Regions from separate parts of the Mus musculus genome. Here region 1 is linked to region 2. The links are chromatin contacts, called in public HiChIP or PLAC-seq maps. All regions are on one chromosome and are shown on one strand. The core of a region is the stretch at or near the end of the contact, and the rest is flanking DNA. Distances in the headings are between cores, read along the strand shown. Region 1 holds the start of Pink1 (PTEN induced putative kinase 1). Region 2 holds the start of 1700095J12Rik (RIKEN cDNA 1700095J12 gene).

The links. HiChIP or PLAC-seq counts read pairs in DNA pulled down with a chosen protein or histone mark.
Region 1: an H3K4me3 HiChIP or PLAC-seq map of bone marrow-derived macrophages shows a contact between it and region 2, with 3 times the contacts expected there. The contact joins the promoter of Pink1 here to the promoter of 1700095J12Rik in region 2. A contact is called at or near these places in 1 of 15 datasets of contacts at CTCF or cohesin (pro-B cells), 2 of 115 datasets of contacts at active chromatin or transcription factors (bone marrow-derived macrophages and effector CD8 T cells) and 1 of 9 other capture datasets (pancreatic islet).

Annotation. Positions count from the first base shown.
Region 1 is chr4:138,323,794-138,328,902 of GRCm38.p6, reverse strand. It overlaps Pink1 (PTEN induced putative kinase 1), which reads left to right and starts at 2,607. Exons shown (of 8, transcript NM_026880.2): 1 at 2,607-3,070. The coding sequence starts at 2,684.
Region 2 is chr4:138,136,677-138,142,434 of GRCm38.p6, reverse strand. 1700095J12Rik (RIKEN cDNA 1700095J12 gene) reads left to right here and starts at 3,917. Exons shown (of 2, transcript NR_126429.1): 1 at 3,917-4,539; 2 at 4,727-4,855. The region is part of intron 12 of Eif4g3 (eukaryotic translation initiation factor 4 gamma, 3); the gene reads right to left.

The sequences.
Region 1 (5,109 bases), core at 1,358-3,857, 190 kb before region 2:
TGGCTATTTGCTGACAATTGTTGAAGCTGGATTGAAGTAGAAACTTAAGGGTTCTTTGGAAAGTCAGTTGTGTTGGATGCTGTTTCACTGGGGCAAACAAATGAAGAAACATTTGCTGAAGTGGACACAGGTGAAGGCTAAGAAAGACTTGTGAGGGAACATTTTCCCCCGAAGCAGACACAGATAAAAGGATGTTCTGCTAAAGCAAACATGTGAAAGTGCACGTGACGAAGGACTCGTTGCTAACAACACACATGTATTGGTCCGCCTTACATCGCAGAGTTGAGCTCCTTTGTCGGAACTCCACAGAGAGAAATGCACCAAAACACTTCTGATGGTGTGCTGCAGTTTCTCCTTCTTCTTCAATTAAGATTTACTTATTTATTTTATATATTCATCATTGCTCTCTTCAGACACACCAGAAGAGGGCATCAGACTCCACTGCAGATGGTTGTGAGCCACCATGTGGTTGCTGGAAATTGAACTCGGGACCTCTGGAAGAGCACTCAGTGCTCTTAACCACTGAGCCATCTCTCTGGCCCATGCTGCAGTTTCTTGCAGCTTCCTGGGACTCAGGATGATTGGCGGAGTGATGTCAGCTGAGACAGACACATGTGCTGAGACAAGACACGTGGCAGTGGCAGGCATGTAATGTTTGGAGGGAATATAAATAGGACTTCACATACAAGGACAAAGGCGGAGCTAGCTTATAAAGCTAGCTGTGCAATGCTTGGTGGTCTCTGAGTCTTCCCATCTCTGAGAGAGGCACAGATGAGAACTTCTGGTGTCCCCTCCTATCCCTCCTGCTGACTAGTGCCAAGGCTGAGGCCTGGCTGTCTCTGCTAGGTAGTGCCACCGTTGCTGATTCATGTTTGCTATCCTGACTCTACTGAACTGGACTGTGCTATATCTGTGAAGTGTTTGCGAGTGGATCAAGCTGCCACTGTCTCCTGTGAACTGAACTGCCGATTTCCAGACAACACAGATGGAGTTGCTCCAAAGAACCTTTCTAAACAGGTCCACTTCCTTTCTTTCCCACTACCTTGTTAATAGCGTTCTCACGCCCGGCCAGGAAGAACACAACAGACCAGAATCTTCTGCGGCAAAACTTTATTGCTTACATCTTCAGGAGCTAGGAGCGCAAACCCCCAGCCCCAAAAGCGAAAGCCCCTTCTTACATCTTTAGGAGCCAGAGCTCCGGCGCGCCAAAGCGCAGAGCGCGCTCTATTGTTTACATCTTTAGGCAGCGAGAGAGCGCAGGGCGCGCAGAGCCAGAGAGATGCCAGCGAGAGAGAATGGCGGAAAACCCGTCCCCTTTTTAGGAGAGTTATATTTCGCCTAGGACGCATCACTCCCTGATTGGCTGCAGCCCATGGCCGAGCTGACGTTCACGGGAAAGGCAGAGTACAAGTAGTCGTAAAATACCCTTGGCACATGCGCAGATTATTTGTTTACCACTTAGAACACAGGATGTCAGCGCCATCTTGTGACGGCGAATGTGGGGGCGGCTCCCAACACTACCTCTGGTGGGTAGTGGGTTAAAAGAGAGGTTAAAGCATTGAAGAACCATCATTTAAAATAGGCTTTGAAGGCTGGGCAGTGGTGGCACACGCCTTTAATCCCGCACTTGGGAGGCAGAGGCAGGTGGATTTCTGAGTTCGAGGCCAGCCTGGTCTACAGAGTGAGCTCCAGGAGAGCCAGGGCTATACAGAGAAACCCTGTCTCAACACCCCCCCCCCCCAAAAAAAATAGGCTTTGAAAAAAATTAAAAATTTCACTGGATGACCAGTATTTGGTATTATGTGATTTTACACACACACACACACACACACACACACAAAATTATGCTTAAGTCAGAGACAAGCAAAAAGATTATTCAGCCTGATGTGGTGGTATATACCTGTAATCCCCACACTCCAGAGGGCCATCCTAGTCTACAGGAAGAATTCCAAGCCAACCAGGGCTATGCAAGGCCTTGTCTCAAATAAAGTAAAATAAAATGAGTAAAAATAGTAACAGGGTTAATAACCTTATTATCAGCTAGCTATTCGTAACAAGCAGTTTAAGTCATAGGGATTTATTAAGCATCTGGGTGGCTTCTGGTTAAGTCTCCCAGTCAGTCTCAGACCTCAGCTCCTGCACCCACTGGTGCATAAATTATGGCCTTTGGTCAAGATTTCCCTCCAAGATCTAAGCCCCGGAACCTCCAACCTGTCTGTACAGGAGCATGAGAGCACTTGGGAGTGGGGGAGAAGAGCCAAGGTCTTCCCTCGATAGCCAGGGCAGTGTGAACTTCAACCTCAACTCTAATACCTGCAAGCAATCTGGAAACACCACAGTCGCTTATCTACAAAATTGGCACTCATATCATGGGGGGGACAGTCAAACTAGCTAACAGGTGTAAAGGGCCTGGATCGGTGACTGATAACAAATATTAGTTTCCTGGCTCAACGTCTCATCTTAACCAGGACCAGTGAAGTTGTTCACAACCCCTCGACCTGGGTTCAAAGTGCAAACCAGCTGCACCAAGGGATGCAGGGATGAGCGGGTAGCGCCCCCGCGTGCTGCGCAGGAGAACTGCCGGGGACCGCCCCCCGCGCTTGCGCACAGGCGCCGCCCCCGAAGTTTGTTGTTGTCCCAGACGTTTGTGGCGGTGGCAGCTGGCTCCGGTCACCGCGCCACCATGGCGGTGCGACAGGCACTGGGCCGAGGCCTGCAGCTGGGTCGGGCGCTGCTGCTGCGCTTCGCGCCCAAGCCCGGCCCGCTGTTCGGCTGGGGGAAGCCCGGCCCCGCGGCGGCCTGGGGCCGCGGAGAGCGCCCAGGCCAGGTCGTAAGCCCCGGAGCACAGCCTCGGCCGGTCGGGCTCCCCCTCCCGGACCGCTACCGCTTCTTCCGCCAGTCGGTAGCTGGGCTGGCGGCGCGGATCCAGAGGCAGTTCATGGTGCGGGCCCGGGGCGGCGCAGGCCCTTGCGGCCGAGCGGTCTTCCTGGCCTTCGGGCTGGGGCTGGGGCTGATCGAGGAGAAGCAGGCGGAAGGCCGGAGGGCCGCCTCGGCCTGTCAGGAGATCCAGGTGAGAGCGGCGGTGGGCGGGAGCGCCGGGAGCGGGCCGAACCGGGCCAGAGTGTAGCCCTGAGGCCAGCCGGGCCGGGGCGGGGCCTAGGCCAGGAGGAGGCGGGGTTAGGAGAGTGAGTGATCTGGGTGGGGCGGGGCCAAATTGGACAGCAAGGGCGGAGTTAGTTGGATAGTTGTTGGGGCAGCCTCAGAATCCTAGTGGTGTAGGGGCGGGTCGTGAACCAGGGCGTGGTAGGAGCCTGGGCATTGGGAAGGGCAGGTCTCTGAGCCGTGATTGGGCAATTTAAGGGGGTGGGGTACTCGTGGACCAGACTGAGTGGCTGGTGGCATCTTAGTTATGTGTCTAAGAGCATGAGGACATGCCTAGACCTTGGGGGGGGGGGTAGGTAGATCAGGGGATAAGGCAAAGATTAAAATCTATCTATGACTTGGACTATACATTTCTTGGAATTGATCTGTTAATTAAGGCTGACCTATTTCCCATTACTGATGGCCTGATATGCCGACACTTTGCAAACAGTATGGTTTAAAAGCTGCTGATTATTGGTCTCTGTTGCACTGTAACAAATGGCTTTGAGTAAATTTCTTTTCTTTTGGGATGCATAAAAGGGGGACAGAGCCTTGATTTGTATATGTAGCCCAGGTTTGTCTTGAACTTTTTTTTTTTTTAGTTTTTCAAGACAGGGTTTCTCTGTGTAGCCCTGGCTGTCCTGGAACTCACTTTGTAGACCAGGCTGGCCTCGAACTCAGAAATCCACCTGCCTCTGCCTCCCAAGTGCTGGGATTAAAGGTGTGCACCACCACAGCCCGGCTGGATGATAACATTTGGAATGTAAATAAATAAAATATCCAATTGAAAAAAAAAAGTCACTCAGGAGGCAGAGGCAGGCGGATTTCTGAGTTCGAGGCCAGCCTGGTCTACAAAGTGAGTTCCAGGACAGCCAGGGCTATACAGAGAAACCCTGTCTCAAACCCCCTGCCCCCCCCCCAAAAAAATCAAAAGTTATCATCCCCTTTCCCAGTTTCCCCTCGGTAAACCCCCTATCCCATTCCTCCTCCCCCTGCTTCTATGAGGATGCTCCCCCACCCACCCACTCTCAACTCACTGCCCTGGCATTCCCTACACGGAGTCATCGAACCTTCACAGGATCAAGGGCTTCTCCTCCCATTGATGCCAGTCAAAGCTATCCTCTGCTACATATGCAGCTGGAGCCATGGGTCCATCCATGTGTACTCTTTGGTTGGTTGGTAGTTTAGTCCCTGGGAGCTCTAGGAGGGGGGGGGGTTGGTTGGTTGATATTGCTGTTCTTCCTATGGGGTTGCAAACCCCTTCAGCTCCTTGGCCTTGAATTTCTGATCTTTCTACCTCTATCTCCAAAGTGCTGGGATTATTGGTATGGACCACCATGCTTGATACACATCTTCTAAAACCCCTACCACTCTCATTCCTTGGTGCACTCATCATCCTAATTTACAGGGAGTCCATGCTCAAGAGAGATGAGAAGGTTTACTCAAAATCACACTGCTGATAAAAGGCAGTGCCCAAAGTTCACCCTTCAAAAGGCTGGCCCTCAGCTGAGCCAGACTGCCTGCCACTCCTGTTTAGCCAAACAGTGGGAGAGAGGCTGAGCAGAAACTGCAGCAACGCTGGAATTTCAGGAGAACACAGAAGATCTAACGTGTTAGTATTTAACCAGAGTGGAGTTATGACTGGATACATGGAAGCTCTGGAGCCTTTTAAACTCTTAAAATAGCACAGAGACCTCTCTAGTCGCACAGTTGTCTGGTCAAGGTCACCCAGACCAACAGAAACAATGGATGTGTCTATTAGAGTCTGGGACTTATTTTGAGGAGTTGGCTCAGGCTAGGTTCGCAGATCTAAAACCGGCAAGCAGGCCCAGGGAAGAGCTGGCTCTGCAATTTAAGTTCTTGGGTGGTTGGCTGCCAGAACTCAGCCTTCTTGGAGGAGAGCAGCCTTTCCCCTGGGGTTTAGAACCCCTTGCTGAGTCAGACCAGCCCCTGCATGCTTCAGGGTAA
Region 2 (5,758 bases), core at 2,668-5,167:
ACTACCTGTCACCGTTCCACAGATACACCTCCCAGTGCATGGACATCACACATGGAAAGCCCATCCACGCATCACCAAAGCAGCAATAGCTCCAAGTCTATTTTGAGACTCAACGTAGACACTTAGCTGGGAATCCCCAGAGCAAAGCTCCATCCTTCCTGTAGCTGTGCCCAGCACCTGAAGCAGACACTGGCATGGCATGGTGTGTGGGAAACACCACGAAGGATCAGTCAGAGCCACGGGGTGCGTCAAGTACTCGAACAACTGTCTTGAATTGCGTCAGGTGAGTCGGGCAAACCGTTGCACGCCCTGTGACACCTTCCCATCGTCTCAGTAGAAAGGATTTGGCTTCTCGGTCAGCTTCCTTCCTCTCCACCCCGTAAACAGGCTCACACTATGTACCTCTAGTTGGCTTAGAACTCTCTGTGTAGATCAGGCTGGCCCTGAGCTTTCAAACGTCTGCCTGCCGCTGCATTTCAAGTGCAGAGAAGGCCTGGCTCTGGTTTTGCTGTGAGGATCCAATCTCTGGCTCTTGATCTCTAAGCTCTGGAATTCAGCATGGCTTTAGCTCCTAGTTCTCACTCTAGTCAGCTAAGCCGCCTGGAAACTTGCTCTAACAGACTGAACCTTTGAATAAGACCCGCATCTTGGGGCTTGTGCAAACTTGTAAAACCATTTTGAAGCCATACTTTTCTCCAGTTTTCCTCCTTCACCAAAGCTAGAACACCCATGCTCCGACTTTCTCCGCTAACATGGAAACAGCCCTCTCTAAACACTGCTTGGAGGATTCTGCAGCGTCTCCAAACTTGTCCAAATTCCACTTCCAAATGCGTCAGAACCAATTGGGAGGAAATCCCACCACCAACTTCATTTCACAGCACGAACTTCTCAACTGTCTGACAAGAGCTGGGAGGCAAACCGCTCAAAGGAGCGGAGAGTGGACTGGAGCAGATCATACTATGGTAGCCAGCTGTGCTGGAACAGACAGCTGGAAGCCATCTTAGCCTGAAATATCACAGACATTTTGGCCAATTTTCATTTTAATATTTAAAATAACAGCTACATATATATTTCATGTTTATGTTACAGTTGGGTTATTTTTACCTGAATTTTAAACAAGAATCTAAATCATTACTGTACTAGTCTTTTTGTGCAAACTTTTAAAAAAAAAAAAAAAGATCTGTTTTATGTATGTGAGTACACTGTCGCTCTCTTCAGACACCAGAAGAGGGAATCAGATCTAATTACAGATGGTTGTAAGTCACCATGTGGTTGCTGGGAATTGAACTCAGGACCTCTGAAAGAGCAGTGCTCTTAACCGCTGAGCCATCTCTCCAGCCCCCTTGTGCAAACCGAACTACTGAATTTCCTACATATCCACTCCACTAAATGTTGTTAAACTGTAAAGTTCATATTAACATTCTATTGGTGGGGAAGTAACTTTTCTCTATGACAGACATAACTGAAACTTAAAATTAAAAACTTAAAAACATAATTTAAACTTAAACTAAATAGTAAAAACCCATAAAAATGCTAATGGGACAAAACTAAGGATTCGAGCCATTCAATTAAGACCATTTAAGAAGCAGATGACCAGGGCTGAAGAGATGGCTCAGAGGTTAAGAGCACTGACTGCTCTTCCAAAGGTCCCGAGTTCAAATACCAGCAACCACATGGTGGCTCACAACCATCCATAATGAGATCTGACACCCTCTTCTGGGGGTATCTGAAGATTATAATGTTGCAAGACTGATCACACTGTGAGGTTGTGTTAGTTACTGAAAAGCACTATTTCTAGTTGTGGTGCCCTTAGCACACACCTTTAATCCCTCTGGCTGGAATACAGATGCCCTTAGTATACACCCAAACAATGAAGGGAAAGTTACTTTGTAGAAAGAAGCACCCATGTCTAATTGAGCAGCACACACAAGTGATGAATCAGAGAAAGATTTGACAGAATAGGATCTGCCCGACTCTCATGAGAGAAGAAAGGGAAGCTATCTGAGGGAGGGTGCAAAAAGGAGAAAGGAGGCAGTTTGTCAGGGCAGTTGTGCAGAGACAGGGTGAAGACAGACCAAACCAGAAAACGAGAAGGAGCCAGAAGATTAGATCACATTGCCAAAGTTAGTATGAGGTCAAGCAGAGCAACTCAGTCAGAGGCTGAGAGAGAAGCCAGATTGAACCAGTCAGCTTGCAGAGGAGTTTGAGCCACAAGAGCTGAGTTTAAGCAGTCAACAGATATCAAAAAGAAGTAGAAAGGGTGAGCTTATCAGCAGGAAGTGTCCGAGGCTGGACCACTCTAGATCTGGATAAAATTGTACAGAGGCTAGAAGCTCCCGGGACTAGGCCTAGGTTAGCAAATGGAGGCAGTAAGCCTCAGCGAGGACAATTATATCAGGCTAATAAAAATTACGTTTATGGGCCTGGAGAGATGGCTCAGCAGTTAAGAACACTGACTGCTCTTCCAGAGGTACTGAGTTCAATTCCCAGCAAACACATGGTAGCTCACAACTACCTGTAATGAGATCTGACGCCCTCTTCTGGTGCGTCTGAAGACAGCTATAGTGTACTCATATAAATAAATCTTAAAAAAAAAAAAAAAAACTTACGTTTACACCAGAGTTCAATTCTTAGGTCCCACAAGGTGGAAGAACACATTCTCTCACAAGCTATGCCCTGACAGCCACATACAGCGTGTTGCACACTCACACAAAATAAGCAAAATGTAAAAAGTAAGAACAGAATAAAATGTTTGACTAGCCTATGGAAGTCCAAAGTATTATAAAATCCAACAGGTTTGCAATTTCACACCCACAACAAGCCCGGCAGGGTTTATCCAAGCCACTGACTGGCAGGTCCTAGAACCTCAACAGTCTCCGCCTACAGCTACAGGCAGTCACGTGTCTGCACTGCCCTAGAGAACCCATGCTACATCTCCATCCCTGGGAGGTGTATTTTTATCAACCCTGTAACTCAGAGCCAGAGGCTGCCTCCATAGCTCCACCGTCTCTCTTGTCACAATGGGACTCTTCATGCAGGAAGGAGCCTGGCTCTAGTAACTACCTGCCTGCCTGTCATAAAGACCCAGATTCTGCTTTTCATTAGAATAAAAGCAACTGACAGCTGCTGAACCTTCCAGAAGTTCAGATGAACTAGGTTGGAACATGACAAGACGGCTGAAGACAGAAGAAATACAGTTTAGGGGTATGGCACATGGAAGCTGTGGTAGTAGAATTTCATGTTTAAGACCAGCGTGGACCCAGGGAATTCAAAGCCATGGTGGACTACACAGAAAAGGCTTGTTGCAAAAAGCCAACCGCCGCTACTGCTGTTACCACTGACGGTAATTCCAGCCAATTGCTATCGGCACAGGATGAAATAAGGAGCCACAACGTCAAACTGATTTTTTATTCATATTCACTCCTTCCATAGACGCAAGCAGAGGGCTCGAGGCACTAGGACACCGAGCCTGTCCTTGCCTTTCAGTCGAGAATTGGAGTGGAAGGCAGGGCTGCAGTTCTCGGCAACTTGGCCCTCTCAAGTCCAGGCTGCCCGAGGGACTCGGTCCAGCACTTACGTTTGTTCAATGATAAAACTGTTTTTGCTGCTTTTCTGTATTTCTGGGATTTTTTTTAGATTGTGAAGAGATTTTACTTTTTCACCACAATCTGATAATGAGAATGAAGAGAGTACGGCTGCCAGCGGAGAAAGTATGAATTACAAGAGGCCCCTTCTCTTCCTTTCAAATCACTGCGGACTCTGTGACTGATCCTCCAGTTTGAAGACAGTGTGCACAGAGTCCAGGGCTCAGGACACAAGTGACACAAAACTGTGTTATGTGCTTTACCACGGCTGAGGTGGGACCAAGGGCATTGTCACAGGCTTATACATAAACAGAGTAGAATGTTCCAGTAATGGAATTCTCTGGGAGTTCCCACCCTAGACACCTGGGCTTCCCCCTCCTCTTCCCATAGGGCTTCTGTTCACATGAGGTCTCTTCTCAGCCCCTGCCCTTCAGTTGGCACTATACCAGCGTCCTCACATTCCCAGGCCTCGACTGGGTTCCTTTTGGCTGCGGACACACCCTTGACATTTTGGTTTTTTCACTTTAGAAATTCCCATAGGAATCTAGAAAAGAAAAGCTGTCAATTTCTCTAGGAAACAAGGAAAAGCTGAGAGAAGAGAACTACAATGGAGTCTGTGGGGCGACGGTGCGCACCTTTGATTCCAGTACTCGAGGGGCAGAGGCAGATGGCTGGCTGCAAGTTCTAGGCTGGCCTGGTCAACACAGCAAATTCCACGACAACCAGGGCTACAAGGTAAGACCTTACCAAAACCAAACAAAACCAACAAGCCCCCCAAACCACCAACCAAATCAACCACACACACAGTGAAGCCATGAATGAGCCTCGAGAATCAGGCCAGAGAACCAGGCCGACGACGTCGACGCACGGATGATGGATCACTGGGAAAGACAGAGAGAAGAAGCTACCGGACTCGGCTGAAAGGCAGGACTTCTGCTCTCCCAAAAGCAGCCAAGTAAGCACACTGAGTTTTCCCTCGTTGCTTCACCGTTACTGCTCACAGGGCTGTCGGACGATGGCATCCGAGGGAGCTCGGTTGGTACTTGCACTAACGGCCTTCAGTTTACATTTTACTTCTAATCTTAGCGTAATTTCCCCTATCATTTGAGTTTAATTTACTTTTCTTTTAATTGTTTCTGAAGGTGGATGCTGAGGCCAACAGAATGAAGATACTTTAACAATATATTCAATTAGTGGTTTTAATTTCCATATTAATATCACCTTTGCAGTGTGCTATGCACAATAAATCTTCGCCCAAAATGTTCATATGACATTGACCCCTATGACTCAAACCTTTGTGTGGCAAAGTGCCCTTGATTATGTGGTAAAATGAAGTATCTTTGGATGAATAGGAAACTAGACACCATGTAATCAAAAGGCCTTTTGGGGTTGGGAGCGGGGGGGGGGGGGAAGACACGACACAGTTCAGTTGTTAAGAGCCCTGGCTACTACTCTAATAGAGGACCTGAGTTCCCACGTGGCATTTCCAGGGAATCCAATATGCACACACACATACTCACATACGTACGCAAAACACCAATGGATTAAAAAAAAAAAAAGGCCTTTTTAAGTAGAGGAAGCAGGAGAACTGAGGGAGATGTGAGAAGGGGCCTGGCTGGCAAGGAACTGTGGTGAGAAGGCAGGAGAACGGTGGTGGGGTCTAGATGCCTGTAAAACAGCAAGCAGGGATTGATGAACAATAAAGCAGCTTTTTATTTATGTGCATACTGTGTGTGCCATGTGTGTGCAGTGCCTGCAGAGAGCAGAAGAGATGGTTTGGTCCCCTGGAGCTGGAGTTACAGGCATTTGTGGGGTACCGGGCTTCTTTCTTATTTGGGATCCAAACTCGGATTTTCTGGAAAAGCAGCAAGCCCTCTTAACTGCTGAGCTACTTCTCTGTGAGGTAATAAATATGCCCATGATCTGGGCAGTCGACTGCTGCTATCACATGAGGAGACAGCTGAGAACATTTACTGAAATGTATGTAGTTGTCTGTTGTGATGTTCAGCGACTTGGCGTGCTGGGAGAACACTGCACTCATGCACGCTAACAGCATGCCCAGATATTAGATGCTTTATGATATACACATGTACACAGCATTCCTTTTTATGAAAAGAAAAAGTCTGTGCACCAAGTAATGAGTTCCAAGACACAAATGTCAACTAGAACAAACA